Regions from separate parts of the Pan troglodytes genome. Here region 2 is linked to region 1. A link is a contact called in public capture Hi-C data. All regions are on one chromosome and are shown on one strand. The core of a region is the stretch at or near the end of the contact, and the rest is flanking DNA. Distances in the headings are between cores, read along the strand shown.

Region 1 (3,656 bases), core at 742-3,241:
TGTGCTTTGGCACTTCTGAGTTATGGAGCCCAGCCAGAGCCTTACAAATAGGTTTGGGGAATAAAGTGGAAGGATACTGATTTGGGGGCTTGTATAGAGCCTGGGCTATTCAAAGTGCTGTCACAGGCTGTATAGATTATATACAGCTAAAATCTAATTTTCAATTAGATGATGGACAAACAACTTCACTTAGTTACCAGATGAGCTTAACTGCACGTGGAATGCTTTCTAGCAAGAAAGGTGCACTGAAGGTAGTGCTGAGGATCTGAGGAGTACGGAAGAGTTGCAACACTGGCTTCTTCCCTCCTTTCAAATCAGTTGCTGAAGCACATGGCTGGATTGGCTCTGGAAGTCATCCTTCTAGCTCTGAGTTTTGACGTAGGTCAAAAAGGGTTAGTCTGCCTGATAAGATTAGGGAGCTTGCCTAACCTCTCCCTTTCCTTTCCTTTACGTTGACTTCTGAGGATGCCCTGTCTTAAAAACATAAGGCTCCTACCTGAGTTTAACATTCTTCTGTTCAGTGTTCTGACCGTTATCCCGTCTCTTGACTCAGGGGTGCTGAAAAAGTCCTGGTGGAATGTAGCAGCACCAGTGCAGTCAGCAGTGAAGCATCTTAACTCTACAGTGTTCTGTAATCCATGCTGATGGAGACTCTCCATGGGCCCTGTGTTTATCTGGGGTGATGCTGCTAAAACTGCTAGTACATCATAGAGCTACACAATAGTGTGGTACTACTACATGACAAGACAGAAGAAAACATGAATACTGGCCCTAGTATACACATGGACTTAAATGATAAAGGAGCATCCTTCTTTATTGGGTAAGTAAAGCTAGGTAATTGGGTAAAATTATCTAAATATTTGGGAGAAAGTTATTACATGCCAAGATAAATTCCAAGAAAAATAAGGCTATGAAGTATAGACATTAAATCATTAGAAATATATAAACTTGTCATTGGATCCAGAGATCAATCAGGGCTTTCTAAGCATAAAAGCAAATAGAGGAAATCACAAAAGACTAAACATAAAATGATATACCTTAAAAAGCAAACTAAAATTTTGTAATAGTTTGTAAATGGACACTATATATAGTGAATCCATAAGGCGCTCTTAAAAATTCAGTATGGAAAAGGATCTGGCTTCCCAATAGAAAAATGGCAAAGGATATGAACAACTCACTTAGGAAAAATAATTTACCAAAAAGCTTCTGGGAAAAAAGCAGGATGCCAATCTAAAGGGTATTCAAATAAGCAGACATTAAATATACAATGAAAAATTTAAAATGGCAAAAATTTGAAAGAAATCTATGCTAGTAAACAGTAAAATCCTTTCTGGAGTTAAAAGCGTGTGTTCGTACTCTTTAACCCAATAATTTCACTTAGGCACTTTTCCTAAAAGAAATATCTCCCAAGGATGTATGTGCAAGGATATCACTGGCAACATCATTTGGGAACAACTTCCAAGGTCAACAAAAGGGACTGTTTTAGAAATTATGGCATACATCAATGCTAGAATATTACACAGCTATTAAAACTCTGCTTTTGAATAATAGAATTTCTATCATGGAAAAAGTTGATCGATTATAAAATATTGGCAGTCATTGACCGTTGATGGTGGGATCAGTTGTGATTTAAATTTTTCTGTATTTTTCAAATTTTCATTAATAGGTTTCCTTTGTAATAGGGAAGAGGTTATTTACAAAAAGGGGGGCAAAAAGAAATGAACAACCCCCCCTATGGTCAAGGAGACCAGAAAATGGGAGTAATGTGTTCAAAGCCTAAACCATGAGTTCTGTAAAAGCCCTTGGAGTTGCTTTTCCCCCATAAGAAGCTGCTTCTCCAGCAGCTGCCTTGGCAGCTCTGCGCTGGCTGCCTGGAAGGGTGTGGGAGGAAAAATGCACAAACGCACTTATGAATGGAATGTGTGTTTTGCAAAAGGCCAAGTTGGCAGCTTTGGCTTCCAAAAGGTGGAGCATCAGGCTAAAGAACAGAGTGTGCAGACTGAAGTCTCAGAGGCCTTGTAGTGCAGGCCCATCTCTGCAGAGTTCTGGAGTTGGATCCCTGGGGAAACCTCCACCCCTACCCTTTCTCCTAAGAAAAAGATGGCCTTGGCTATTCTTGGGAGCAAGTGGAGTGCTCTTGGTACAGGGAGATGATCCTTAGTAAAATAGTATGTCATTTATTCAGCACTCAATCTTGACTTTTCCTAGTTTAATCCTCATAACCTTATGAAGTACTAATTTCCCCTATTTTAAAGGTGAGGAAACAGGCCCAGAGAGGGAAAATAATTCACACATAGTGCATTACTGTGTCATTTTCCACAAATGTCTCAATAATCAAAAGTAGTTATTTCCTCATTTTATACAGCTGTGGAAATAGCCTCAAATGAGGTTAAGTGACTTGCCCCAAAATACTCAGGTGTGTGTGGGAGGTGAAGCTCCAACCCAGGCCTCTTCATATCCGAGGCAGACACTTAATTTATCTCTCAGGACTTGAGCCTCAAGAGGTAAACAGCAGCTAAGCTCTCACAGCTTTGGAGCTCAGCTGGGCAGGAAGGAACCCAACAACACTGTCAGTTTCAAGTTGTTCTCAGGGCCTTGCAGCGGAAGTTGGCAATTCACCTAGGGAACTTTCCTCCTGATGAAGGGACTTGAATCAAGTTGCGGTGTCTGATCCCAAGTCAAGCTCTTCAGTTCTGGTTCCATATAGGGCCAGATCTTACAGAAGCTACATTTAAACTTTCATATAGGACCAGATCTTATGAAGCTACATTTATAAGATTAAACACTGCTCCAACTGCCCAACCCTAAGAGTTAATTTTAAGTAGAATTATCTTTCTCTTCTTTTCTTCTCCTGACAGCAGGTGGTAAGAATTATTTTCCAAATATAAAAGCAATGTTTGTTGAATGTTAAAAAAAATCGAGTCTACAACAGAAAAGCATTTGTTAAAACCTGATTTGTCAATGGCACTAGCCATAGATAAATACTATTAACGTTTTGGCATATAGCCTTGCAGGTTTTGTTAGAAGCCTATGTATAGCTTTGCATATTTTCTCCTACAAAAGTGTACTCAAACTACATGCTATTCTGTATCCCTCCAGACTTCATACAACAAATAATATACAGTACTGTGAATGTATAATCTCACTAATCTGTAATCCTCTGGGATACATACCATTATTATCCCAAGCACAGAAATGTTAAGCAATTTATTCAAGTTCACACAATAATTTAAAAAGCTGGGATTCAAAGTCAAGCATTCTGGATCCAGAGGTCTACTGCCTCTTCTTGAAGATCTCTTTCACCGAAGATTTTATTTACTCTGTCTCACACACACACATTAGAACTGACTACCTAGAACTCCATTTTAATAACCCTCTGATAGCTCCTTCATTACATGTTTTTGTGTAGCTATCCTAGTATCCTAGGATAATGCTGTAGAATTGCAGGGTCTCAGTGTACAGAGCAATTTACGAGGTTTTTGGGTATGATACATACTGTATGCCAGATTCATCTTTTCTGGAGGGCAGTTAATATTTCTAGTAGTTTTGGAATTGGGTGCCTATGCCCCATGTCCTTTCCAACACAGATTGTTATCAGTTTGAGAGTTGATTAAAACGGCTTTTACTGAATTTCAAGTTTCCAGTTCCTAGAGAGA
Region 2 (3,595 bases), core at 279-2,778, 230 kb before region 1:
CTGAGTAGCTGGGATTGCAGGCACGTGCCACCATGCCCTGCTAATTTTTGTATTTTTAGTAGAGATGGGGTTTCACCATGTTGGCCAGGCTGGTCTTGAACTCCTGACCTCAAGTGATCCACCCGCCTCAACCTCCCAAAGTTCTGGGATTATAGGCATGAGCCACCGTGCCTGGCTGGGATATTTTTTAATTGTAATTTTAATTAATTAATTTTTAAAATAGAGATGGGGGGGGTCTTACTATGTTGCCCAGGCTGGTCTCGAATTCCTGGCCTCAAGTGATCCTCCTGCCTTGGCCTCCTAAAGTGCTGGGATTACAGGCGTGAGCCACAGTGCCTGGCCATGACTTCTGGTTTTGAAACGCCCCAGCAGAGGGATCCGCAGAGGAGGAGTTGCTGTCAGCTGGTGCTCACGGGATGCCTCTCTCTACGGACCCAGCCTAACTAGGACTTTGACCTGCATCGGGGGGATGGGGAGGTTAGGGAGCTTAGGTGGGACAGGTGGCCTCTGGTAGTGCCAGGTTTCTCTATGAGATGGCACTATCAAGAGTGTCCTTGTCGATGGCATTTGGAGAACATGCCGCGGGGCCGGGAAAGCCATCTGCTCCACCTGGTGCTTCCTCTATGATGCTATTCTTGTACATGGGCACTCAGAAAATCCCAACCAGGCCAAGCGAGGTAGCTCACACCACTAATCTCAGCACTTTAGGAGGCCGAGACAGGAGGATCACTTGAGGCCAGGAGCTTGAGGCCAACCTGGGCAACATAGTGTGACCCATCTATTTAAAAAATTAATTTAAATTTAAAAAATCCCAGTCAGGTGCCGTGGCTCACGCCTATAATCCCAGGACTTTGAGAGGCTGAGGCAAGTGGATCGCTTGAGCCCAGGAGTCTGAGAACCAGCCCGGGCCAACACTGCAAAACCCCATCAAGAAATACAAAAAAATTAGCCGGGCATGGTGGCACATGCCTGTAGTCCCAGCTGCTAGGGAAGCTAAGGTGGGAGCATCACTTGAGCCTGGGAGGTTGAGGCTACAGTGAGCTGTGATTGCGCCACTGCAGTCTAGCCTGGGCAACAGAGAAAGACCCTGTCTCAATAAATAAATAAATAAATAAATAAATAAATAAAGTAAAAAAATTCTAACCATAATAATAATGATGATATTGAAAATGTACTGAGTACCAGCTATGGTGCTGGGTACTGTGTTGTATACTTTATTTGGATTCTCACATTTCATCCTTAAAACAGGCCTTTGAAGTGGAGATTATTATCTGCATTTCACGGATTGGAAAACTGAGACTTGGAGAGATGAATTGTCAGATGGCTAGTTGGTGGTGGGAAAGGGAATTGGAATTTTTCTACACTGTTTGACTCAGCCTGGAAAAGTCAAGCAGGCAAAAAAGGTCCGGTCAGAGGAAGGGAGCGGGCAGTAGGGGGCAGTAAACCACAGTGAGAGAGGGCCAGGGAGCACAACCCTAGGACAGTGGCTCCCAAGGAGTGAGCCCCTAAATGGAAGCCCAGTGGGCTGAGCAGTTAAGAGGCAAGTTCAGAAAGGACAAAGGCCCCTAGATACTCTCCGGACTGCCCCTAGGCAGAGCCCATTCCTCCCTGCAGTGTATGTAGGTCACACCACAGGCCGCCCTGGGGACAGCCCCAGGCCTGGGGATGTCATTCTCTGCCCTGATGCCTAACTTAGGAGATCCACTGCCACGGATGCTAGCTCTGGCAGGGGGATCTGAAGGATGAGCCATCTGTAGCACTCAAGTCTAGAAGCTGGATCTTCTGAAGCAAGGCCATGGCTGTGCTGGGGGTTCTGGTCATTTACAGAATGTAGGTAGAAAAAGTTAGAGCCTTATGTTTGGGGCACAGACTTTATAGATAACAGCAAAGGGGTTGCTACTGTGTTTTAAAGCAAAATGGAAGCCACAAATCTAAAAGGCTTTTTGGATCACTACACTAAGGTGCATTTCTGATGTCCTATTTGCAATTAGTGTTATTTTGGTTATTTTTTCATCATGTGCCTATAACACTCTTGGTCTTCCAAGACCGTTATTTCAACGGTAACTACTTCTGGGTTCCTTGCTTTTGTGCTTTCTGAGTCATTGTAAAAAATCTCCTGGTCTGGCCAGGTGCAGTGGCTCATGCCTGTAATCCCAACACTTTGGGAGGCCGAGGCAGACAAATCACCTGAGGTCAGGAGTTCGAGAGCAGTCTGGCCAACATGGCGAAACCCCATTTCTACTAAAAATACAAAAATTAGCCGGGCATGGTGCCATGCGCCTGTAATCCCAACTACTTGGGAGGCTGAGGCAGGAAAATCATTGGACCCAGGAGACAGAGGTTGCAGTGAGCCGAGATTGCGCCATGGCACTCCAGCCTGGGTGACAGAGCGAGACTCTCTCTCAAAAAAAAAAAAGTATGGAAAAAAAAATTTTAAAAATAATAAAAATTTAACTGTTAAAAAAAAAAAGCAAGAGGGAACAAGGTAGCATTTGATCTTAGGGAGAAACTGCACTGATAGATGCCAAAACTGGCCCTCTGTGACTAGTAGAAATATAATGTGAGCCATTTGTGTAATTTTTTTTTTTTTTGAGTTGGAGTCTCACTCTGTTGCCCAGGCTGGAGTGCAGTGGTGCGATCTCGGCTGATTCCTGCCTCCACCTCCCGGTTCAAGCTGTTCTTTTGCCTCAGCCTCCCAAGTAGCTGGGATTGCAGGCACCTGCCACCATGCCCAGCTAATTTTTGTATTTTTAGTAGAGACAGGGTTTCACCTGTTTGACAGGCTGGTCTTGAACACCTGACCTCAAGTGATCCGCCCGCCTCAGCCTCCCAAAGTGCTGGGATTACAGGAGTGAGCCACTGCACCCAGCCAATAATTTTAAAGTTTCTAGTAGCCACATTTTACAAAGTAAAAGGGACTGGGCATGATGGCTCACACCTGTAATCCCAGCATTTTTGGGAGATCAAGGTGCGAGGATTGCTTGAGTATAGGAGTTCAAGACCAGCGTGGAAAACATAGCGAGACCCCATCTCTACAAAAAAATTTTTAAAAAGAAAAAGGTTAGCCAGGCATGGTGTTGTATGCCAGTGGTCCCAGCTGCTCAGGAGGTCGAGGGAGGAGGACCACTTGAGCCTGGGAGGTCAAGGCTGCAGTGAGTCATGATCACACCACTGCACTTCAGCCTGGGCAACAAAGCAGGACCCTGTCTAATTAAAATTAGCTGGGTGTGGCGGCTCACTCCTGTAATATGACTACTTTGGGAGGCTATGGTGGGAGGATCGCTTGAGGCCAGGAGTTTGAGACCACTTTGAGCAACACAGCAAGACCCTATCTCTACAGTAAATTTAAAAATTAGCCAGGCAAGGTGGTGTGTGCCTGTGGCCCCAGCTACTGGGGAGGCTGATGTGGGAGGATTGCTTGGGCCTGGGAGGTCAAAGCAGCAGTGAGCTATGATGGCACTGTGTTGCCTGGGAGACAAAGTGAGACTGTCTCAAAAATTTTTTTTAATTTAATTTAAAAATAAATTCCTCAGTCACACTAGCCACATCTCTGGTGCTCAACAGCCACCTGTCACTCGTGGCTGTTATGCTGAGC

What was found. Capture Hi-C pulls out chosen DNA fragments and counts their contacts.
Region 2: a capture Hi-C map of stem cell-derived neural stem cells shows a contact between it and region 1, with 5 times the contacts expected there. The contact joins two enhancer-like sites. A contact is called at or near these places in 4 of 7 Hi-C or Micro-C datasets (blood, induced pluripotent stem cells and stem cell-derived neural progenitor cells) and 1 of 1 other capture datasets (stem cell-derived neural stem cells).

The regions. Positions count from the first base shown.
Region 1 is chr18:23,419,641-23,423,296 of NHGRI_mPanTro3-v2.0_pri, reverse strand. No RefSeq gene overlaps it. Among named protein-coding and RNA genes, the nearest start is that of REXO5, 45 kb to the right of the region's middle. Within about 2 kb of position 1,991, at least 6 of the 24 cell types and tissues checked have an H3K27ac peak or open chromatin away from gene starts, as enhancers often do. A contact at or near this core is called in stem cell-derived neural stem cells, where this site is marked.
Region 2 is chr18:23,651,229-23,654,823 of NHGRI_mPanTro3-v2.0_pri, reverse strand. All of the region lies in intron 19 of DNAH3 (dynein axonemal heavy chain 3), which reads left to right. Among named protein-coding and RNA genes, the nearest start is that of DNAH3, 69 kb to the left of the region's middle. Within about 2 kb of position 1,528, at least 2 of the 24 cell types and tissues checked have an H3K27ac peak or open chromatin away from gene starts, as enhancers often do. A contact at or near this core is called in stem cell-derived neural stem cells, where this site is marked.